Regions from separate parts of the Mus musculus genome. Here all the other regions are linked to region 3. Evidence: chromatin contacts called from public Hi-C, HiCAR-type and HiChIP or PLAC-seq data. All regions are on one chromosome and are shown on one strand. Each heading gives the region's core, a stretch centred on a gene start, on an enhancer-like site or on the middle of the called end of the contact. The rest is flanking DNA. Distances are from core to core; before and after follow the strand shown.

Region 1 (5,128 bases), core at 1,983-4,482, 1.7 Mb after region 3:
GGAATGGGAGGGATCAGATGTGCTGGAAGAGGAATGAAAAGAGAGTATGGGGAGAAACAACTGAGACAACTGGACATGGAGGGCATTTGGGGGGTCAGAGTGGAAACCTAGTGCGATGGAGTCTCCCTGGAGTGACCCAGCAAGAACTGCTAGTAATGGAGGATTCAGAGTCTGAACGGTCCATCTTATGCAACCAGACAAGGTGTGACTCGGACACCAACCAAGGAGCAAAAACTTCACTCTTCCTTGCCTGCAAGATGTGTAGGGCAATGGTGGTTCAGAATTTGTGGGAGTGGCCAACCAATGACTGGTGTAATTTGAGGCCCAAGCCACAAGGGGGACACCACTCCCAATGCTGCCTGGATGGCTAGGAATAGGAGGCTGGAGAGCCCAGAGACCTAGGGTAGACAAAAATGTCTGGATTAGTGGGGAAAATCAATGAAATACCTAATGCTATATAATGTTATACTCGAGAAGGCTGTATCAAGTAGCTGTTGACAACAGATATAGAGACCCACAGCCAAAACTAAGGCCAAGAAAGAGCCCAGGTTGGAGATCTCCGTTCAATCTGCCCCCCATTGAAAGCTTGAGAACCTTCCCATGAAGAAGAGGGGTAGAGGATTCCAGGAGAATGAAGGCCGCGGAGCCAACTAAATAGGTCTTAAAACTCAGACACTAAAGCAACAGTAGCTGAGCCTGTAGGGGTCGGGGCGAGGTCCTGTGCATATTTGTTGTTTTTAGCTTCTTGTTGGTTTGGTTTTTGTTTGTTTCTTTTGTTTTGTTTTTCCTTTCAGGGGAGAGGGTGCTCCTAACAATGGGCATTGGGGTATCTGACACTCTTGCTTGCTTTTGAGACCCTTTTCCTCCTACTAGGTTAACTTGTCTAGCCTTAATGTAAGGGTTGTGTGCCTGATCTTACTGTATCTTGTGCCAGTTCGGTTGATATCACTAGGAGCCCTGCTCTTTTCAGGGGATGGGGAGAGACTGGAGTGGAAGGAGTGAGTCTAGGATTGGAGCATTGGGGGGGGGGGGGGCAGGGCTGGAAAGAGTGGAGGAAGGGGAAGTTGCGGTTGTGATGTATGAAAGAAGAATAAATAAAAACTTAAACTTTAAAAAAAGAAGAAAGAACAGAAAACTAGAACTGCCTCTGTCCCTTCAAAATGTAGGGATTTGGAGTACTTCCTTGAGAGGGCATATCTCCTCTGAGAGAGCAACCAGGTAAAACATCTGATAAAGGCTGAGGTTAGTCTTTAGACTCTCCTAACCTATAATTAGGGCAAACAGGGAAGACTGGGGAGTCTAGGGCCCTCATTAAGATGACTGCTTAGAGAAGGAATGCAAAACGATCCAACAGGTTAGCCCTGCTTCCACACCCACCACAAAAACACAAACATCAACCTCCACAAAATACACACATACTCACACACACAGAGACACATAGCCATGCATACACACTCACACACAGACACACATTCACGGTCTCACACACACTCACTCATGGTAAGTCAAGGAAAACAAAGCCTACACAGGAGGGAATGAGTTCACTAAAAACCAGAAATAGAAAAGAAAGAATGGGAAAGTACACAGAAAGCATAACTATTAAATGGGCAAAGGTCAGTCATTATGACTGTCTTTGAGAATCCAAGCAAAACCAAGGGACAGTATTTAAATCAATGAATAAGTTGTACAGGTAAAAGTTGACTAAAGTTTAAAATAACTAGCATGTAAATACTTGTAGTTTGAACAGCAATGACCAGTAGAAAAGGGAAGTTTAAAAAAAAAGCTTTTTACAAAACATCAATGTCAGATCTCTAAAAGAAAATCAGAACATTTTTGAGAGTTAATGGAGGTAGGACAAAGAGCAGTAACTCAAGTTTAAGGCTGGGAAGATGATTCTAAACTGTCAATTCTCTCTAGGTTGTTCTATCAAGTCATGAATCCGAACAGAATTTTTCCATGAGACTTAAATATTCTAAAATTAATCTGCCCTCCTCTCTGCATCTCAACCACCTTGATAAAAGAAAGAAAGGTGCTTGAAAGTGGAAAGGAAGGGAAGGGATACCCACAATGGGTTAATAAATGCATAGTGACTGAATGCATGCTGACAATTCAAGTGCTCTTCAACATAAGATGAGATGATGAGACGATGAGACGGGGCACTTTTCTGAGTTGATCACCTGGCTAAAGAACTAGTAAAATGCTGAAAGAACTCCCTAATACCTCAAAAGAGGAAGATGAACCACTACAACCCACAGGCTCAGAAGCAGACAGGACGTAGTGGAACATAGAGGTAATAGCATGTACAGAGCTTCTCTGAGGCTGAGGAGTGTCTTTGGAAGTAGACAGAAACAGGAAGTTCTCAAGGAGGCTTGAGTAAATGGAGCCTGGTCCTTAGAGTGTGACCATGGGCAGCACATCCATAAAAAGAGAGCAACAGAAAATGCTTCTAAAAGGTGAAGAACAATTCCAAGGAAATCAACCATAAAAGGGCAGAACCTGCCGGGCGTGGTGGCGCATGCCTTTAATCCCAGCACTCTGGAGGCAGAGGCAGGCAGATTTCTGAGTTTGAGGTCAGCCTGGTCTACAAAGTGAGTTCCAGGACAACCAGGGCTATACAGAGAAACCGTGTCTCGGAAAAAACAACAACAACAACAACAACAAAAGGGCAGCACCACATTAGATACGATGCTATAAGGCAGATTTCTAAGTGATCAATTACTTATAATTATCACTTTTGTATTATAAAAGAGTTGTTTATGAGATAGTATTGAGAAAATAATCAATTCTTTGCCCTAATAGTATTTGTTATCCAACCATGTTAAAGGGAAGAATATTTGATTAGACATCAGGAGATCTTAGGTTCTCTTCCTACATTCACTGCTGTCCAGGCTTAAAATTCAAATTACCTAGAACTTGCTTTTTACATGTGAAACTGAAGAGGAAGGGATGAAAGTGTATTATGTAATGATCTCACTCAAGCCCCAGCAAAACAACTTGGGTTCACTCTCCCAGTGCTGGAAGAGGGGACTCATAAAGACTGGAATGCACTTTGCTTGGCTTCATTCCACTTTTGATTTCTCAGCCTTAGTTTCATTACCCAACAAATCCACTGGGTGGCAATAACACTGAGTAAAAATAAATGGCAAGTTTAGATTCTCAGAAACTGTCTTCTTCAGAAGCTAATGTTTACAGCTCTCCCTTCCCTGTTTTTATGAAGTCACCAGGCTGCTGGGGCCAGTAGAACAAAGGCCACACACAAAGCCTGAGAGTGGGACCAATGACTCCCAGAGGAGGTTCAGCTATGATCTAGGTCCTTTGCCACACAAAGCAGGCTTTACCAATCAATCCCTTACTGATTCGAAAGAAAGTGAGACAACTGGGAGGGGGAAGATAAGCTACTAAAATACCAAGTTATTGAAAGTAAACAATGGAGGTAGAATTCCAGCCTTAGCTGAATGCCCAGGATCCTACAGCAAGCTGACACCTGTGAAGAGAACTAACCCGAAGGGCCCTTCCTTCCTCTATATACTCACTAGTACAAGAAATGGTGCTTTCACTGTTTTCTTGATAAGAGAAAGGGAGCACCGTCAAGGGAGCACCATCAAGCTGACTCCTTTTTAGAACAGGCTAATATAAATCATCTTCTAGTCACTACAAAATGACACTAGACAGCTGTAGCAATGCCCACTTTGGGTTTTATATCAGGGTCACTCAGATCTGTCCCTTGTAGCTTAAACCACCCATGAGGAGCTGGGAGTGTGGCTCCACAACAGAACACTTACCTAACAGGTATTTGTCTCTGGGTTCAACCCTTGGCACCATGAAATAATGGTGCCACCCCATACTGGCTCTTATCTTAAAAGAGAAACAACAGAATTTCATCCAAACTGAGTTAAAAGAGAAAAAAATGGCATTTAAAGTAAGTATGAGGTGTTTTAAAGTATACAAAGATAAAAACGCTTCTTTGATACAGAAGGTTGAAATAAAATATCAGAAAAGCACCTGAAGTTATTATAATTTTTTATACATGCTGTAATGGCTTATTTTAACTGTTACCTGGGCACAGCCTAGAGTCAGCTGGTTGGGAAAGTGAAGGATAATCTAGAACAGGTGTGCCTGTGTGGTCAATCCTTAGGGAATTGTCATGGATATGTTAATTGATGTGGGAAGACCAAGTCTAAAAGTTAGTTACACCACTCTGTAGGGTTGGTTCCTGGACTGAATAGAAGCAGAGAAAGGGAGTTGAGCTGGAGGTATGGATGTATTTGTTTTCTCCGTTTTTGACTGTGGATGTGCCTAGCTATTTCAAAACTTGCACCTCTGTGAATTCCTTGCATTGATGGACTATAACCTGCAACTGTGAGCAAAAACAAACTCCTCTCTCTCCTCTGCTTCCTTTTATCAAATGTCTTATCATAGCAACAGAAATGAAAATAAAACACAGACCCTCATGATCCAACCATATTACACATAACCAGAACCAGAAGTGACAGCTCCTGCTTCTAGTCCCAGAACTCCAAAGACTAAGACAGAAGGATATCAATGAGTTCAAGATCAGCCTGCACTGCAGAGTGAAACCCGATCCCCCTCCAAAAAGTAAAACACCTGAAATGTGAAATGTTCTAAAGTCAAAGCTTTTGTGAGTATCAACCTGACACCATGAGTGGAATATTCCATGCCTGACCTCATGGGATGAGTCACACTCAAAACATAGATGCAATAAAAATATAATGTATAATTACCTCCAGGCAATGTGTGTAATGTATGTGTGAAACAGAAATGAATTTCATGTTTAGACTTGGATCTCTTCCCTACTGGGCCTCTTTTTATATACATGTAAATTTACATAAGAAGTTTACTTAAGAAAAATTTAAGAACTTAAAATAGTTCTAGTCTCAAGCATTTAGAATAAGGGATTCCTAACCTGTATTTTTTTCCTCTGGAATCCCCTCTCCATGCCTTTCTTGTCATGTGCAAAACATTGCTTCTTTCTGGGGACTGACTCTCTTCCCTCTCACACATCTTTACCTCCAGGGACTAAAAGAGACAGACTCATATCTTTGATTCCTTTATTCACAATCTCTACAGCTGTAGTATAATTAAAAATGGTTGAGAGTAGTAATTATCA
Region 2 (5,542 bases), core at 1,338-3,837, 1.3 Mb before region 3:
TATTAACCTGATATGAAAACTACTTTCCTCTCAGTCCTAATAGTATACATACTGCAGTAGAAAACATGTACAACCTAAAAAGGACACATAAAATAAAGATGCTTATGAGAATTCATTCATTCATTCATTCATTCATTCCATAGCAAATATCTTTATATCATTGTGGTTCCATTCTTCCTGTCATCTTGGTAATGAGTCCAGGTTTTGTTCCAGGTTTTATACTGCTGTCCCTGAAGGGCTTAGGAGATGCCACCCCACAGCACTTCACTATGACAGGGCATTTTGAGTTGACAAAACAGGCACAGGTAGATTCTTCTCCCTCCCCGCTCTGTGAGGAAGGGCAGGAAGGTTCTCACTGGGACCTGATCTAGACTGGTCGTTACCAGTCTAGGTAGGACAGCACCAGGCCCTGCTGACGTGCACTCTGCTCTTACTTCACTGCTTTTCCACAGTCAGCTGCCCTTGAAATTCTAGAACCTTCTCCTTTGCTTGCTACGTTCCTCCAAATTGATAGGTTTTATTTTTGTTGTTAAGATGTGATGTAAACTCTTGACTCTTGTGGGTTTATGTTGTTTTTCCTTTTTCTTTTCTTCTTTTTATTTACTTATTTATCTTTTTGTTTTTTGTTTTTTGTTTTTTTGTTTTTTTAAATAGGGTTTCTCTGTGAATGTAGCTTTGGCTGACCTGGAACTCATTCTGTAGACCAGGCTGACCTCAAACTCACAGAGATCCAGCTGCCCCTGCCTCTCAAGTGCTGGGATCAAAGGTGTGTGCCACCACAACCAGTTCCTTTTAGTTTTTTGTGATGAGGTCTTGCTATGTAGCTCCACTGGCTTTGAACTTGTGATCTTCCTGCTTCCGTTTCCTGATGCGCATCCCCAAATCTGGCTCAGACACAGGGTTTTTCACTACTCAATTCTCCTGGAATCTGTGTAGTGCATGTTTCTCGAAACTAATTTTTCTTTGGTTAGTTATATCTTTTAGTATGGAAGAACCCAGAAAGAGAATGTGGGAGGGATGCCTCCCCACCCCCATACTTGTCAGTAAATCCAAAATTGTGTTTGAGGCTGAGCAGTGATGGTGTTGCTGGTGCAGTAAGAGGCAAGGCCAGAGCCAGAAGCATTGAACTTCCATCAGGGTCGTCCAGGCACAGAGGCGGGATAGAATTGTGGTGGATTTAGCTATCCCCAACTTCCTTTGAGGACTCCACAATTAAGAACATCTCAGACTTGACGCTAATATCACCTCTTCCTCTACCGGAAGCCATGAGGGCAAATGTTGGTCTACACCTGACTGACAATGAGTCTGTGTCTACTCTAGGAGAGGCAATGAGAAACTTGGAGAAAGCGAACATCCATCTTGTCGAATTTATGGTCATCAAGAGAGACTTCTCGACCTAGTCGGTCATCAACTTTAAAAATAAACAGAAGCATGTTTTCATAGTCTCGGGCTGCAGAGAGGTGTCATTACAATAGCTGGGATTTTTTGGAGTCACTTCTTCTTCTTCTTCTTCTTCTTCTTCTTCTTCTTCTTCTTCTTCTTCTTCTTCTTCTTCTTCTTCTTCTCCTCCTCCTCCTCCTCCTCCTCCTCCTCCTCCTCCTCCTCCTCCTCCTTCTTCTTCTTCTTCTTCTTCTTCTTCTTCTCCTTCTTCTTAAAACTCAGCTGTGTAGAGAGTGTTTATAGTTATGCCCAACTTACAGATAAGAAAACCGAGGCACCGAATTGCTTAAGGTGACATATGCGGCTAAGCTGAGGTTGAAGAGAGCCCAGGCTGTCTGTCTATAGAGCCCAGACCCTGACTATCTTTCCTGTCACTATTTAGATGTCTTTGATTAACTCTTTGTCTTCTTATCTAGAACCAGGATCATTGCCACTTGACTCTGGAGCAGAAAAATACTACACTGTCTGAAACAGGTAAAAGCCTGGTGATATCTCCTCAGTGGGTGGTTGGGAGTTTGGAAACCGTCTGGTTCCTAGAGGCCTGACCCTTGCGTGCTCTAGATTCGTCCACATTGCAAGTCTATGGAGATGCAAGTTAATGTGTAGAAAATGAGGGTAATGTAAACACAATACCTCCCATGAAAACGAGAACCGGTTCCTGCAGAATGCGTTCCTTTGTTGTCCTGCAGAGAGCAGCTTTTCCAGTTTGTCCTGTTTGTACATCATCTCAGCAGTCCTTATCTGACTATAAATGCTTAGTGTTAGAAGGTCTCCTTCAAACCGGAGAGAATATTGTATTGGTTTCGGTTCGGTGTTACAGAAGGCATTTGAAATAAGCTCTTTTTAATGTGTCAGTCAAGCCAAATACATTTATTTTTACACTTTCACACGAGTGTACAACATATTGTGGTCATAGTCTTACCCTATTACCGTTCTCCCTCACGCTTGTATTGACTTTCTTCTTCCCATGCCTTTTTTAGCCCCACGAGGGCTGCTTGTGTGATCATGGCTATGGGGTGGGTCATTTAATTAAAGCAGGGGCAACTTACCAGTGGCTACACCACTGAAGAAATGGCACCCTCACCCCAGCAACTGTTAACTGCCACTAGCTCCTTGGCAGGGTGGGGTGGGGTGGGTGGACGCCTCAGGAGCCTCCCCTATCCACGGTGGAATGTTGAAGGGACCAATCTGACACCAGTTCTTTACAACATATGATTTTACTTTAAATTAATTTAACCCTTAGTTAAATCATTTAAGTTCTTTGGCTTTCAGCCCCACCGAATCTTCACCTTGGACTATAGGCTTGGTTGCCTGAGGCACATTTGGATGCATTGGAGTCATTTCTGTTACTCATTGTGCCTCTGACTGGATGAGGGATGCGAAGGAGGTGAAGTTTGGTGTCCTCCGTGGCTCATGTGCTTGAACATTCGTGCCCAGTAGGTGGCGCTGTTTTTCGAAGGTTAAGAAATCCTTAGAAGGATTCAGGTCGGGCCTTGGGCCTCTATTTCCTACAGGAGCTTTCTGTTTCCTGATCTGTGAAGATGTGAACAAGCCGCATGACAAGCTGGAGAGGCGATCCTCTGTTACAGAAAAGAGCCAGCTGAGCAAGGTGTGGGGAACAAGGCAGTTTCTCAGGTCTCCGCTTCAGTTTCTGCCTCCAGATCCCTTCCTTGGCTTTCCTCAGCGATCAGGTCATGGTAAGTCAAATTAACCCTTTCTTCTCTAGGCTGCTCTTGGTCATGCCGGCTTTATCGCAGCCATAGAAAATAAACCAAGAATGGGTTACTGTCGAGAGGTGTTGGAGGAGCGGGCTGACCTTCACAGTGTTGGGGAGTTGGCAGTTCAGAAGCCTCACACTAAACAACTGAGTTATTAGAGGATAGTTATATGGAGGATGAGTGAGTTTCGTGTGTTCTGTGAGGAGGGCTGGGGCTAGCTCAGCGGCAGAGTGCCTGCCTAGTGTATCTGAGACACTGAGTTCAACTCTTACACCACCCAGAGAACAAAATCCCAGAGTTAGGGAAGAACATTTGCAATGCATGTTCTATAACTAGGGGTCAAAGGTCTCAGGATGTGCACGGGGATGAGTTGGACAATGACAAAACAGGTATAGATGTAAAACTCCTCGGGTGGCTTCTCATTGCTACCCAGAGTGTGATGTGTGCAGGTGTGGAATAAGAACCATTGGCTTGCACTGGCTTGGGTGTCTGAGTGTGGGCAACAAGTCCAACATTCTGTGAAAAATGCCTCACCCCTGACTGTGAATAACCAGCAAATATACAGTGGGAGGTTTGAAATTCACCTTTGAGCACTGTCCTCGAATCTGTTTGACATTTTTTTTATGATTGACTTGGGTAGTGATGAATTCACAGATGATGGGAAGAGGAGTTTGGGGAGGGATATGGACCACAGAGTCAGGTGAGAGTTCTAGATGTGAGCCTTGGGTCTGTCATTTCCCAACTGGATGCTCTCCCTTTCTCCATCTTCTTCCCCCTCCCTTCTTCCCTCCCTCGCTCCCCCTTTCTCTTTCCTCTCTCTTCCTCATTGTTTTTCCACTTTATTGTAGTCTCTCATTGAACCTGGGGCTTGCTGCCTCAGTTAGCCATCCAGCAAGCCCCTGAGTTCTGCATGCTTCTGTCCCCCGCGCTGGGTTACAGATGTGGGCCACCATGCCGAGGTTTTTCTGGGCATCCAAACTGAAGTCTGTACAGACTCATGGTTGCCACTGAGCCATACTTCTAACTCTCTAAATAGCTTACGAACAGTTCCCTTAACCACACTAGCCTCTGTTTCCTAGTTTATTAAGAGAAGACAGAAAGATCTGACTTTGTGTAAAGACCAAATGACCAAGGTTTTCGTGGGAAGCACTTGTCAGGTGTCGGGGTACAAAGCTGGTGTTTCAGAAACTGCCAGCTGTTGTTGACATATGATCATTACTCTGGGAAGAATAAAGTAGGTAATATGTGGGGTCCCCAAATTATTGTAGGGACAAGCATGTGCTAAGATTTGGAATACTTAGGATTAACTAATCAGTTGTACGCAAAAAGAATAAGAGAAACCTCACTTAAGAAGAACTCATGTCAAAATGCCTTATGGATGAGTGTCTGCTTCATTTGAAAAAGTGTGAGATAGCTTCCCAAAATGTGATGGTGGGCCAACGAGATGGCTCCGTGGTTTAAGGCAATTGTAGCCAAACCTGATGACCTGAGCTTGGTCCCTGAGATTCACAGGGTAGAAGGAGAGGACCAACTTGAAGTTGTCCTTTGATCTTCACACAGGTGCTGCTGTGATGCGAGCCCCTTCCCCCCAGTAAATAAATATAATTTAAAAATTAAAGCAAGTGATATAGTCTTAGGCTGAGTTAATAGGAGTGCAAAAGACATCCTGGCATGCAGTGCCCTTGGAGGGAAAAACCACACCAGCAAAGCTGTGCTCAGCCCTGTTCTTACAACTTTGTAGCATTATGTTCAATCCAGCAAGTTACAGCTCTGGGTTGACTCTTATTCTTCAGACTAGGCCTTTCTGTGTAGTTCTGAACATCCTGGTACTTGCTGGGGAGGCTCAGACTGATCTAGAACTCACTGCAGTCTTGTTGCCTCAGCCTCTGGCATTCCAGGCACGGGTCAAAATGCCTGCTTCCCAGACTGACTCTTGTGCCTTTCCACTGAAGAAATAAAGCAAGTAGCCAGACTGCCTGAAATCAACTTCAGCTCTCTCTTTAGACTCTCTAGGAGCCTGGACAAGTCGGTTAACTTCCCTGTGCCGCTAAGAGTGTGATGCTTGCAGTTAGGCCAAGAGAGTGCAGAATGTCTCAGAGCCTGTGCGATTGCCTTTGGTGGACAGGGAAGTTTACACTGAGGACACACATTTCTTCGTCTTTACCTTCCAGACAAAGAATGCTGTTTGGAAACTGTTTGCAAGAATGCTGTCAGTTCTAGCCTTGGGATTTCTCCTGTCTTTCTGGGAAGGTTTATGACTGTGGATGACTCCCTGTGATAGCCCTCTTGTAACTAGAGATTGCCCACTAGCAACCAATCATTTGTAACTTAACGCATGACTAGATTCTCAGCACCAACTTAAATTCACCCATAACAACTTGGGT
Region 3 (5,467 bases), core at 1,844-4,343:
AGCTGGCCAGTGAACCCCAGGGATCTGCCTCTGTCTCTCCTTAGCACTGGGATTGCAATCATGCTACCAACCCTGGCTTACTAGGCTCTGGGGATCAAATTTGGGTCTTCAGGCTTTTAGAGAATGTACTTTACCGAATAAAGTAAGTTTCCAGGTCTTTCTCTTTGTGGTTGCTCTTTCTGCCCTACTACAATTGGAATTTTCTGATGCTTTAAAACATCAGGTATATTTCTTTATTAATAAAACATCTACTAATTTTTCCTTCAGAGCACTTATTTAGCCAAACGATTTTAGCAACTGGAAGCTTAGACAAAATGCCTTGGGACTTTTCTGACATTTAAAATGTTACCTGGCAAATATGAAGCCTATTGCTGACACAGCTCAGTAAACCTAGTAATCAAAAGGTGATGGCAGAGAGATCATAAGTCTTGAGCTAGCCTGGAATACACAGCAATTTCCAGAGAAACCCTATTGAGAGAGAAAAAGAGAGGGGGCGGGGAAAAAAATAAAAATAAAACAACAGAAGTGAGACATTCAGGTTCACAGGCTTTTTCAGAATTAAACTAATGAGGAGACACACATTATTTCCTTCTAAAATTTTTATTCTTAACCAATGGATTCTTTTGCTTTTGTTTCTTTGGGGCAGTGTTTTTATCATGTGGCTCAGGCTGTCCTTGAACATATGGCAGTTCCAATTCAACTTCCAGAGTACTGGAAAAACTTCCGTGTGCTACTATGTCTGGCTCTCACTGGATCCTTCAGTTATCTTTGAATATCAGGAAATTTTTCTGAGAAGAGCTTGGAAACTAGCAATTTTCAAAGAAAGCCAGCAAAGGGAATTTTAAAACAGCATGCACTGTCTTAATATGTGCTCACAGGAACAAATAACAGAGACAATTCCATGCCAAGCCTGTAACAATATATATTCATCTACATGAGTTTAGAAAGGATACAATTACATTTATACGTAAGAAAAATCACAAGTAGAGATGAAAATCATTTCTAAGCTACAATAGGCAGAATACTTCCATATTAATATATATTAATATTATCAAGCAATAACAGCTGAGTGTTTGATTTAGATTTTAATCCAACAAGACTTTTGGTCATTTGATTGGTGGTAGACATAATTACCTGGGGAGCTTTTAAAAACAAAATATTTTAATTAGATTTTAATGGAAGAAAATCATATATATGATTTAGAAGAAATCACGTTAGATTAGTAACAAAAACAAACGAAGCCTCGCTTTTCCTGTACCTATCCCCATTTATTTTCTCTAGAAATAACCACTTTTAGCTTTTAGATGTTTCTGCATTAAGTTTCCTAATCATAGATTATGTTGCTTTTTATATATTGGACCTTTGTTTATTTTATTATTATTATTTTTGTAGTGCTGGGTATCAAACTTAAGAGTCTCATGAATGATAGGTCCACAAGATAAGTCTATATGATAAATCTACAACTTAACCAAATTTCCTGTCCTCAGGAATAGATCTTGATGTACTTTGCATCTTTATACATATATCTTTTTCAACTTCCAGCCTTCCAATGTTACATAACTATTTCTTGTTAAGTAAGAACTTATATTACAGGTACAGTACTATTCACATGAGGTATGACAGAATAATTTTTTATTATTTTATTTTTCTTGGGGTTTCTAATTACTTGTTTTAATTTCAAAACAAAATACAATTACTAATTCACTCCAGGCTTGGATAAAAACTCCAGCATACATTCACACACACACCAGATATTAGCTCCTTTTCAGTCACTGAGAAAATTCCATCTTTGGACATTTACTATTTAGGTCATGTGGTTTCCACCTCCATTTAGCAGTTAGAAACATGGCTGTCCATAATCAACGAAATCTCCTTTCTGTTCACAAATTACACGTTTTACGCTCTCACTCCACAAAGGGCATCACCATTCCATTTAGTTTCTTGTCCCTCCACTTGTCAAATGTATTTCCTCAAAAAAAAAAAAAAAAAAAGTTTGTAACATCTGCATTTTACTCTGTAACTAAAATTAAGCATTCTCATTCTCTTTAAAGTAGAAAGCCACATCTGGTCTATTTGCATTACTACCAGGGAATAGTCAATTCCTGTGAGGCAATTGGACTTTCTTTCCTTTGGAACCAACGTCTCTTTGAAAGGAACATCTTCACATAGTCCCACTATTTTTTTTCAAAATCTTGCTGGCATATTTGGGGAGTATATTTTCCTGTAGTCTGACTTTGACCCAGATTCAATATATCCTCTTGTGGGAGGAAGAGAGATGCAATGCTTTTTAAGTCACATTCTTGACATAACAGGCTTCTTATTCAATGTCTAGCTTACAGTCCAGTATTCTCAAAGATTAATTCAGAACGTAAGTTTGGTGTAAATCTGTGTTCTTGAAAATCTCAGCCTTCCTTTCTCATAATGCATCTTGTGCCCTTTGTCATATCCTAAGACTTGCCAGGAATTTACAGATGAGTGGTTCCTTGGATACTTCCTTGGATAGCTCCTCTGATGCTGGAACAACATCCTTGCTTAACCCAGCTAGCTTTCCCACCTCCAAATCCCTGATAGGAGAGGTTGGGAGCCGACTGCCTGTGCGCAAGCCAGCTCTCGCAAGATTGCACGTTCTTCTCGCGCTTCTTGAAGGTGCCGCGGGGCGACCTGGGAAGCGGCCATCTTGCGGTCCCGGGTGGCGGGGCAACGCAGACAAGGCTCTAAATGTGTACCTGCAGGCGGATGTTGAGGATCACGGAGCCCGCGATGTAGAAGTACGGGAAGTTCATGCGCAGCTGCCAGGCCAGCTCGAAGAAGGCGAGCAGGGTGCGGGACAGCCCCTTGCAGAAGACACCATACGGGGTGGCGGCCGCAGGGCCCACTGCCCTGAGCGCTAGGGCGGACGGGGCGTCGGCGGGACCCATGGCGTTGTCCCACCAGGCCGAGGGTCTCCGAAGCTCCGTGCAGTTCCCGAGCCAGATGAGCCGTGGCCGGGACGAAGCGGCCGCCGCTTTCGCCCCCACTGCCAGCGGCCGCCGCTCCCTCCGGGTGGCGCGGGGCGGCGTGGGCTCCGCCTCTTCCTGTCAGCTTCCCGAGGAAGGTTGGCTGCTGGCAGTTATGTAACTGCTAGGGACAGGGGATCTCCGTGCCGCTGTCCCTTTAAAGGGCAGAGCTCCGTGAGCTGATGTAATTTAGCCAACATTTAGTACACATTTTGCAAGGATCAAAGGTCGAGGAAAATAACTGTGTCTGCTCAATATTCATGTAACATTCACTGAGACAGTAGGACAAAGTGATCTATCACCTTATGTAAGTGTATACGGGCATAGAGTCTGCATTTGTAACACACCATAACTGAAAACGTCACCGTATTAGGTTATGCGTTTACCTGTGTATTAGGACTATTTATATTGCAAGTGACAAATCAAAAAAAAAAAAAAAAATTACCCACTTTTGTGGAGGGCATGTGTATGAACATATATATGGAGAGAGAGGCAAAGAGATGTGTTTCTACTTAATATAAACCCATTGAAAGTTAAGATTAGGTATAGATTCCAGCTTTTTGCATGCAATTGGATTAGTGAGAAACCTAAGGTAGACTCTTAAGGACCAAGATACTAATTTTTATGTTCATGTTTTTTGGTACCCTATAGAAATACCAGTCTCCATTATTCACATTTTATTTCTGGCATTTATGTAATGCACTTCCATTGTTTTTGTTTGTTTCAGTAATGCCCCAGTTTAGCCTCATTTACATATTATGCATGTATGTTAGTTTCTGAGCAGGACTTTCAGAATACAGTATACTTTTAAATGTCATTGTTAGATTTTCTCATATCTGACACTGACTTGCGTGTATGTGTTATATAGTTGAAGAATCCCCATGCTCTGAGAGTGTCAGCTTGAAAGGACACTTCAATTTCCCAAACTTCAAAGGACAGTCTATCCGAAAGTGAACTCCACTTTGCACTGCAGGAGGATTTCTGGTTAGATAAAAGGCAGCATTCCTTTAAGAACTTGTGTACTGTGTTCCTATCTGCCTAAAGGAGCATCTATTTCCCTTACCTCTGGCAAAAGGGACTGTGGTTCTCTTGTTAACATATACCTTTGGCCCCTGTCTAGTCATATCAAGATCCCTTGCCTCCAGGCTTCTTCAGTCCCCACTCAGTTATGTATTCCCAAGCCATGATGCCCATCTGCTGGCACTTCCCTCAGTCTAGCTACTCTTCTGTAACCAATGTTAGTCTCACCTCGCTTTCTCTATTCTCTATCCAGTTATTCTCCCCTCTCTCACAGATAGCCCTGGCCATAATCCAGTCTGCTGGCCATGTTTATTCTACTTTTTCTCTTTGCTCTAAACACTTCCAGTTGCCACTGGCTATTCACTTAAATCCTCAATAAAATCTTCCCATGCCATGGAGTAGTCAAGTCATCTGTTTATACATAGAGCATTTCTGTTTCTCAGCAAACTACATATAGGGCTGGTGCAAATAACAAGACATTGTGGAAGTTGGAAAACTTGAAGAAGAGTGCCCATTTATGCTTCTTTTCTGCTATTGTATCAATGCTAAACCAGTAGAGAAACGATTCCCCTAACCAAAGAATAGAGAAAAAAAGAGTATTTTAGGATGAGTGACCAACTCAGAAACACAATGTACATAGTTTTTCTGCACAGGAATAATTTATTATGAAATCGGAATCCATGGAGCTGGTCAACATTGACGTAAGTTAGTAAGAGCCTGGATCTCCCACTTAAAATAGCACAGAATCAGTCAACTCACATGCTTACACCACCTGACCCATCCCTAGCTTCCACTGGTTCTTGCCCTTGTTAATTCCATGAAAAGAACTGCCTTTTACTTTCAGGGAGTGGGGAATATAGCAGCCATGCACTAACTAGTTAAGTGGCCATAGTGAAGATTTACTCCTGTAGAAAATGATAAAGAAGAGTCTTTAAAAAGCTCCCAATCCCACTTTTTTCTCAAGAGAGATTGGAATCAGACACTTAAGAGGGCTGTGGTTTGCCTTCTATCCCTTGAACTTGATCCTTGATAGCCTATTTCACACCTGCTGCCAGGTAGGTGCATGTCAACAACTGATCAAATGTAGCAGATGATGAAAATAATTTCTCTAGATGGTAATTCTCTTGATTTTACCCAATCTTTTGTTTCCTTAACTTTGATTCTTCCTAAAGCTTGCTTTAAAATGGTTTGTTTAGCTGGATAATCATTTGAGAATGTTTAAGGTGAGCCACAATGGTTCTGTGTAGAACCATATTCCTAATTATTTATTTAAGAATTTACTAATTAAATCCACTAGGAAAGAAATCCATTCAGATTGAAAGGGTTGGGTTCTAGTGATTGAAGACCATAGACCAGGAAAAAAAAATATGAGGTGTCTGAATACCTCTATACTAATCATTTGTATATAGCATGACTATGTTATATACAGAAACAGTTTGATATTTAGTGGA
Region 4 (5,512 bases), core at 2,254-4,753, 1.5 Mb before region 3:
ACACAGACACAGTCACAGACACAGACACAGACACAGACAGACACAGACACAGACAGACACAGACAGACACAGACACAGACACAGACACACACAGACACACACAGACACACACAGATTCAGACACAGACAGACAGAGACACAGACTCAGACACAGACACAGACACAGACAGACACAGGTACACACAGACAAACACAGACACAGACATACACAGACACACAAACACACACAGACACAGGTACACACAGACAAACACAGACACAGACATACACAGACACACAGACACACACAGACACAGATACATACAGAAAATTAATAGCAAATCTTAAAAAAACCCAGAAGCCCTATAGTATGGCGTAACTTATGACCGCTTTCCTTCTCAATGGCTTTTGTGTGTTAGGATGTAAATCTTTATTATGCAGCCCAAACTGAACTAAGCTCAGGCTCTTCCCACCTCAGCCTCCCACACAGTGTTGAGATGACAGGCTGCTCACTATACCTGGCTTTTGAAATGCTTTTCCTTTGTTCATTGTAGGTGAGGCTGGCCTTCAGCTCCTGAGCTTCCGGCCTTTACCTCACAAGTGCTAACACTACTAGCCTGTGTTACACACCTGCTTGAAATGGTTTCCTGGGCTTGTCTTTTCTTGGTATAAGAGACTCCTGTTTCACTTAGAGACCTGAAGTCCCCCTCAGCACCTCTCTCTTTACAAGTCCTACTGTTTTGATGTCTTGTTTCCTTTAAATTCCACCTCTTCACCCCTCAGGCCTGTTGTGGACTGACCCTTTTTCAGAGTTCGCTATCATATGCAAAATTTCTGAATACCCTCTAAACTTAGCTTGGCTTACACCATTTTTTTTTTTTATTAAGCTGGGAGTAGTGACACTGTCTCGTCATCCAAACATTTGGAAGGTGGAGGCAGGAGGATCAGAAACTCACGGTCATCCTTGACTATACAGAGAGTTGAACATCATCCTGGGTTACACGAAACTCTGCCTCAACACCCGCAAAGGAATGAATGAATGAATAAACAAATAAATACCTTCTCTAGTAATAAACACAATTCCTATGTAATGGTCCACCCTCGTTTCTTGACATTCTCCAAAAGCCCCATGGTTTAGCAAGGTGGAGCTACTTTCAAATCCCCAGCATGCCAAGTGCTCTAGTTAGCCCCGTGCCTTCTCACCCATCCTTTTTCTGCCTGGGATGCTTCATTGGCCTGGTCAGCTAAGCAGACTCTCGAGGGACATTTCAAGCCAGGGTTCTCCAGGTATTTTCTCATTCTTTGAACTATCTAGGCAAACTCAAGAGTGTCTCCATCTAGCAAGTATAACATTTTTAACTCATGTGTGTTTCCAAATCAGGGTGTTAGCTTGAGTGTGAGGGCTATGGTTATTCTCATTGTTAAATCACCAACACTTAGCCCAGGGACCGTGTCTAATGTGCAATTAAATGGCTGAGTGACAAATCTGTTCTACAATGAGAATAGCATTGTTGCTAGGCTTCTATTACAGAGGTTCACTCCAGTATCTTTAGGAAATAAAAACACAGTCTATTAAAGGACAGGGAAGAAAAGTGCACCTCTATCCTGATACCTACTTTTGCATTATCAGTTCTGGTCTTTGCTCAAGTATACAATAGGTCTGTGCACACATATGCACACAAGTTACATCAGCAAAATTGAAATTTTCAGTTTCTTCCCACAGTACAAGAGCGATCTAGGGTCTTGCACATGAAAGCCTGCCACCATGCCAGATCCCCTTCTGTTCTCCATCTTCACTACTTTTAAGCATGCAAATTTTGTTGTTGTTTACAAAAAAGTGTGTGTGTCCTGGAGAGGGTGAGTCCCACGGCATATATCATATAAATGGAGGTCAGAGACAGCTGGAAGGAGTAAGGTCTCTCCTTCCACATTGTGGGCCCTAGGGATTGAACTTAGGCTGTCAGGCTTAGAGGTAAGTGCCTTTACCCACCGCGCTCCCTCACCAGCCTACCTGAAAACATTTCCTAACACTCCTGTACAATCCTCCAAGTTGGTTGCTTCAGGTTCTGTTACTCAGGACTTGAGTGGCCTTGGATAAGTCACCGAGTGTCTCAAATTCTTCATGTGTGCCAAGAGAATCACAGCAAAGCCAGTCTCATCTCAGGTTAGTTCTGAGTGGCCCATCTGATAAATTGCTTGCAAGCCCTAGGTGAGCCCTTTGCCCATTCGCCTGCAGAAAGGGTGTGTGATGGCTGGACAGGACACAGCTGATGGTTAACGTTTGGAGCTGGCTGGCCTAGGCTGAAGCTGGCCAGTTGACTGCAGAGGGCATTTGGGCTATTACTTGGAAATGCCCACTGCACATGTAGTGGTAGAGGTTGTTTTGGGGGCTCCTTTTTTTCTCTCAGACCTGTAACCCCTCCCCCTGAAAAGACATGTTTTATTTTCTCTTTGCTGTTAGCTACTAAGGATTTTCTCTCTCAGTTTAGAAAGCTTTAGTCCTTGTCAGCTTAGTTCACAAAAAAAGGTCTGTATTTCTTGGAAGGCAATAAACAAACAAACAAAAAACTATTGTTTTTTTTCTTTAATTTTTTTCTTAGTTTATATTTATTGTATGTAATGATGGATAAGATTCAAGCACATAATTTTCTTTTAACATGTGTGTGCCTCTTCCCCCAACATTAGCTTCACTCTTTTTCCCAGATAGTCATACTTTTATTTTCTTATCATCTATGTGTTAACTCATATATAAAGGCATTTCTACACACACACACACACACACACACACACACCCCTAGATCCACATATGAGGGAAACTTGTCTGAGTAAGGTTTACTTATGTGTATACAATCCCACAATCTTTGTCTTTTCCCCATGTGTGTGACTTTATGTGTATATGTAAAGCAGGCTCCACACTAGGAGAAAAACATACTTTTTTTTTTTTTTAAAGTCCGAGTCTGGTTTATTTTACTTCCTATGATGAGGATTCTCAACCCAGTCCACTAGCGATGTGCTCCGCGTTGGCTTCTGCACACCGTTCCCCTGGCCCGCCGCTTCGGGAAAGCGTAAGCCGCAATGGCACTTTGATTTTCCTACGTCCCGGGGCAGCCCCGGGGTCCGCAGCTCCACCTGGCTCGGCGGCCGGGCGCACAAAGAGCGGCGCGGGCGGCGACGGGCCGGGACGCAGAAAGTAGTCCCGACCACGCCGGCCCCAGTGTCGGCCGACGTCGCCTCACGCCCTCCGCCGCCCGGGGAAAGAATCCCATCGGAATGCGCCTCGGGAAGACCTTATCCCCGCAGCGTGCGGGGGCTCGCGAGGCTCAACCCGCGGGGGCTCTCCGGGGAGTCGGCGCGCGCGGCGGTCGCGGCTCCCGGGGTCCGGCCGCGGCGCGCTGAGGACGGGGGTGGGGGGAGTCGGGCGCGCAGGGAGACGGCGGCGGCCCCGCGGCGGATCCCTGCGCCGCTGCGAGAGGAAGAGGCTGAATGAGGCGCCGCGCGGGGGACGTGGGGCGCCGCGGGAGGAGGCGGCGGCATGGGGGCAGGCGCTGGCGTCGCGCGAGCCCGGGCCGGAGCGGCGCGCTAGAGCCCTGACGTGCGCCCTTTTCTTTCTTCTCGCGGCCGCGGAAAGCATGAGCGTGCAGACCCGCCGCTGCGGCGGCCGCCCCGGCTCCTCGCCCGCGCGTCCCCTGGCCGCCGGGCGCCGGTGAGGGCCGCGAGCGCGCGCGGTGGTGGGGGGAAGATGGGGGCCGTGCTGAGGAGCCTCCTGGCCTGCAGCTTCTGCGTGCTGCTGAGAGGTGAGGCGAAGCGAGGCGAGGCCGGGGGAAAAGTTGCCGGGGTCCCGGGAGGGGGAGGGGAGGTGGCGGGGACAGCGGCGGGGACAGAGGCCTGGCGCTGGGGAGCCGCGCGAGGAAGGGGCCCGCGGTCGGGGGCCGCGCCCGGCCGCCGCGCACACCCCTGGCCGGCCCCGCGGCGCCGCCGGACAAAGCTGCGGGCCTCGGGGGGACCCCTGGCCCCCCGCACTCCATCGGAATGACTGACGGTGCCCGGCTCGCCTGCACTCGGGGCAGAAAGGGGCTTTTGTAGTTGCGCTTTCAGCACCATTGGTGTTGACCTCCCTCTCCCTCGAAGCCTGAGCTCACCTTTCCCGTGTCTCTTAGGTGAACTTTTTTCTTCTTCTTTAAACCCCACTATTTTTTTTTTCCTTCTCCCCTCTCTAGGCCTTGTTACAACTAATAATTGTCTTCCGCGGGGATAGAATGGTCCTGGGTGAGAGCACAGTTGGAAATTGACTCTAGGGTGATAGGTCGCGCTTTTCAGCATTCGGGATCATCTGAGCCCATAATAAAAACACAAACGTTGCCCTCGTAACCCCTGGTATTCAGGACTCGCCCCCTGTTTGCGGAGTGTGCAAGTGTACAGTTGGCACCAAGTAGGGAAGTCATCCTTGTGTGGCGAGGAGCCTATCCTGGGAACTAAATTATCATTTGCTGGGCACCCCTGGGAACTGCTTGGCACTTTAGTAAATAACAGAGAATGCCCTGGGTAATTTGCTATGGGAATCGCTTAAACGTAGTGGCTCTGTGGTGTTTTGAATTTGGACTGTGAGGCTGAGACGTACGTCCTGACTTTTTGTTGTGTGACAGTTTGCAATGGAAACCTTGTCGACTGGTCTTCAGTTGATGAGCGATGGGGGCTGGTGCCATGGAGAGTGTTGCCTGTGCAAGAATTGAGGTGCTGTTTGACGCCGTATCTTGTTGTTCGCTTTTGTTAACTTACCTGTGCCAGTTAATGGGACCTCTCTGGGATTCTTAGTTATTAATTTAACAAGCTCAACGTTTAAGTCCGTCAGAAGTATGGAAGTTTGCAAAGTAGGATAGTAACTAACAATCTTATGATGTAAATGGGACAGCCTATCATCTATGCATGTGTGTATTTGAATAAGACTATTTGCCTTAAAACCCCCCCACCATTTTCTAAAAATAAGCGTATCCCGAATTGTCTAGTCCTTTTTGCAAATACCAGAAAGATAATTGCTGTTTTAATTTCCATGGCAGAGAACTCAATGTTATTACTCAAGAGATTTAATAATCAAGTGTTTATTTTGTTATAGTAAACTCTACATTGAAAGATTTTGCTGTAGCTGTGAGAAAGTTGTTATTAACATGTGAATATGATTGACAAGTTCATAAGAGTTAAAATGTAGAACTAGTGGATTGATTTAGAGTTGGGAAAGTCTAAATCTGTGACTTCTGATGGCTTTAGCGCCTGAAAGTCCAGCTGCCATTCTTAGAGGGGACATAGGACTGTTTGTTTATTTTGATAACAGGTTTGAGCCTAGAGTTGAGTAGATTCATGCATGAGTTTGGTTTAGAGATGGTGAAGCATGATATTGTGTGTAACAAGATCAAGAAGAGGTAACTGTCCGAAGTGGAGCTTATTTAAATGTAATACAATAATGCTAAGGAGGTCTTTGTTTTTCTGTTTAGCATTATTTAATTGTGAGCATATATCATTCCAACTGAAACTGTCTTTT

The links. A called contact is a pair of places that touch in the nucleus more often than the background predicts. HiCAR-type assays count read pairs that join an accessible place to other places. HiChIP or PLAC-seq counts read pairs in DNA pulled down with a chosen protein or histone mark.
Region 1: a contact with region 3 is called in a HiCAR-type map of astrocytes, with 5 times the contacts expected there. The contact joins the enhancer-like site here to the promoter of Smim10l1 in region 3. A contact is called at or near these places in 7 of 39 promoter capture datasets (the 3T3-L1 cell line, 3T3-L1-derived adipocytes, cranial neural crest and 3 more) and 1 of 115 datasets of contacts at active chromatin or transcription factors (astrocytes).
Region 2: an HNF4G HiChIP or PLAC-seq map of pancreatic cancer cells shows a contact between it and region 3. The contact joins the promoter of 4933406J09Rik here to the promoter of Smim10l1 in region 3. A contact is called at or near these places in 2 of 39 promoter capture datasets (maxillary cranial neural crest and stem cell-derived epiblast-like cells), 1 of 115 datasets of contacts at active chromatin or transcription factors (pancreatic cancer cells) and 1 of 9 other capture datasets (embryonic stem cells).
Region 4: a Hi-C map of B cells shows a contact between it and region 3, with 5 read pairs. The contact joins the promoter of Lrp6 here to the promoter of Smim10l1 in region 3. A contact is called at or near these places in 8 of 39 promoter capture datasets (3T3-L1-derived adipocytes, the C10 cell line, the HPC-7 cell line and 4 more) and 1 of 484 Hi-C or Micro-C datasets (B cells).

The regions. Positions count from the first base shown.
Region 1 is chr6:131,416,980-131,422,107 of GRCm38.p6, reverse strand. No RefSeq gene overlaps it. Among named protein-coding and RNA genes, the nearest start is that of Ybx3, 31 kb to the right of the region's middle. Within about 2 kb of position 3,232, at least 75 of the 459 cell types and tissues checked have an H3K27ac peak or open chromatin away from gene starts, as enhancers often do. A contact at or near this core is called in astrocytes, where this site is marked.
Region 2 is chr6:134,400,460-134,406,001 of GRCm38.p6, reverse strand. It overlaps 4933406J09Rik (RIKEN cDNA 4933406J09 gene), which reads left to right and starts at 2,587. Exons shown (of 9, transcript NR_153848.1): 1 at 2,587-3,137. All of the region lies in intron 2 of Bcl2l14 (BCL2-like 14 (apoptosis facilitator)), which reads right to left.
Region 3 is chr6:133,102,865-133,108,331 of GRCm38.p6, reverse strand. It overlaps Smim10l1 (small integral membrane protein 10 like 1), which reads right to left and starts at 3,093. Exons shown (of 3, transcript NM_001271583.1): 1 at 2,727-3,093; 2 at 350-468. The coding sequence starts at 2,918. The coding sequence ends at 391.
Region 4 is chr6:134,564,904-134,570,415 of GRCm38.p6, reverse strand. Lrp6 (low density lipoprotein receptor-related protein 6) reads left to right here and starts at 3,503. Exons shown (of 23, transcript NM_008514.4): 1 at 3,503-3,773. The coding sequence starts at 3,719.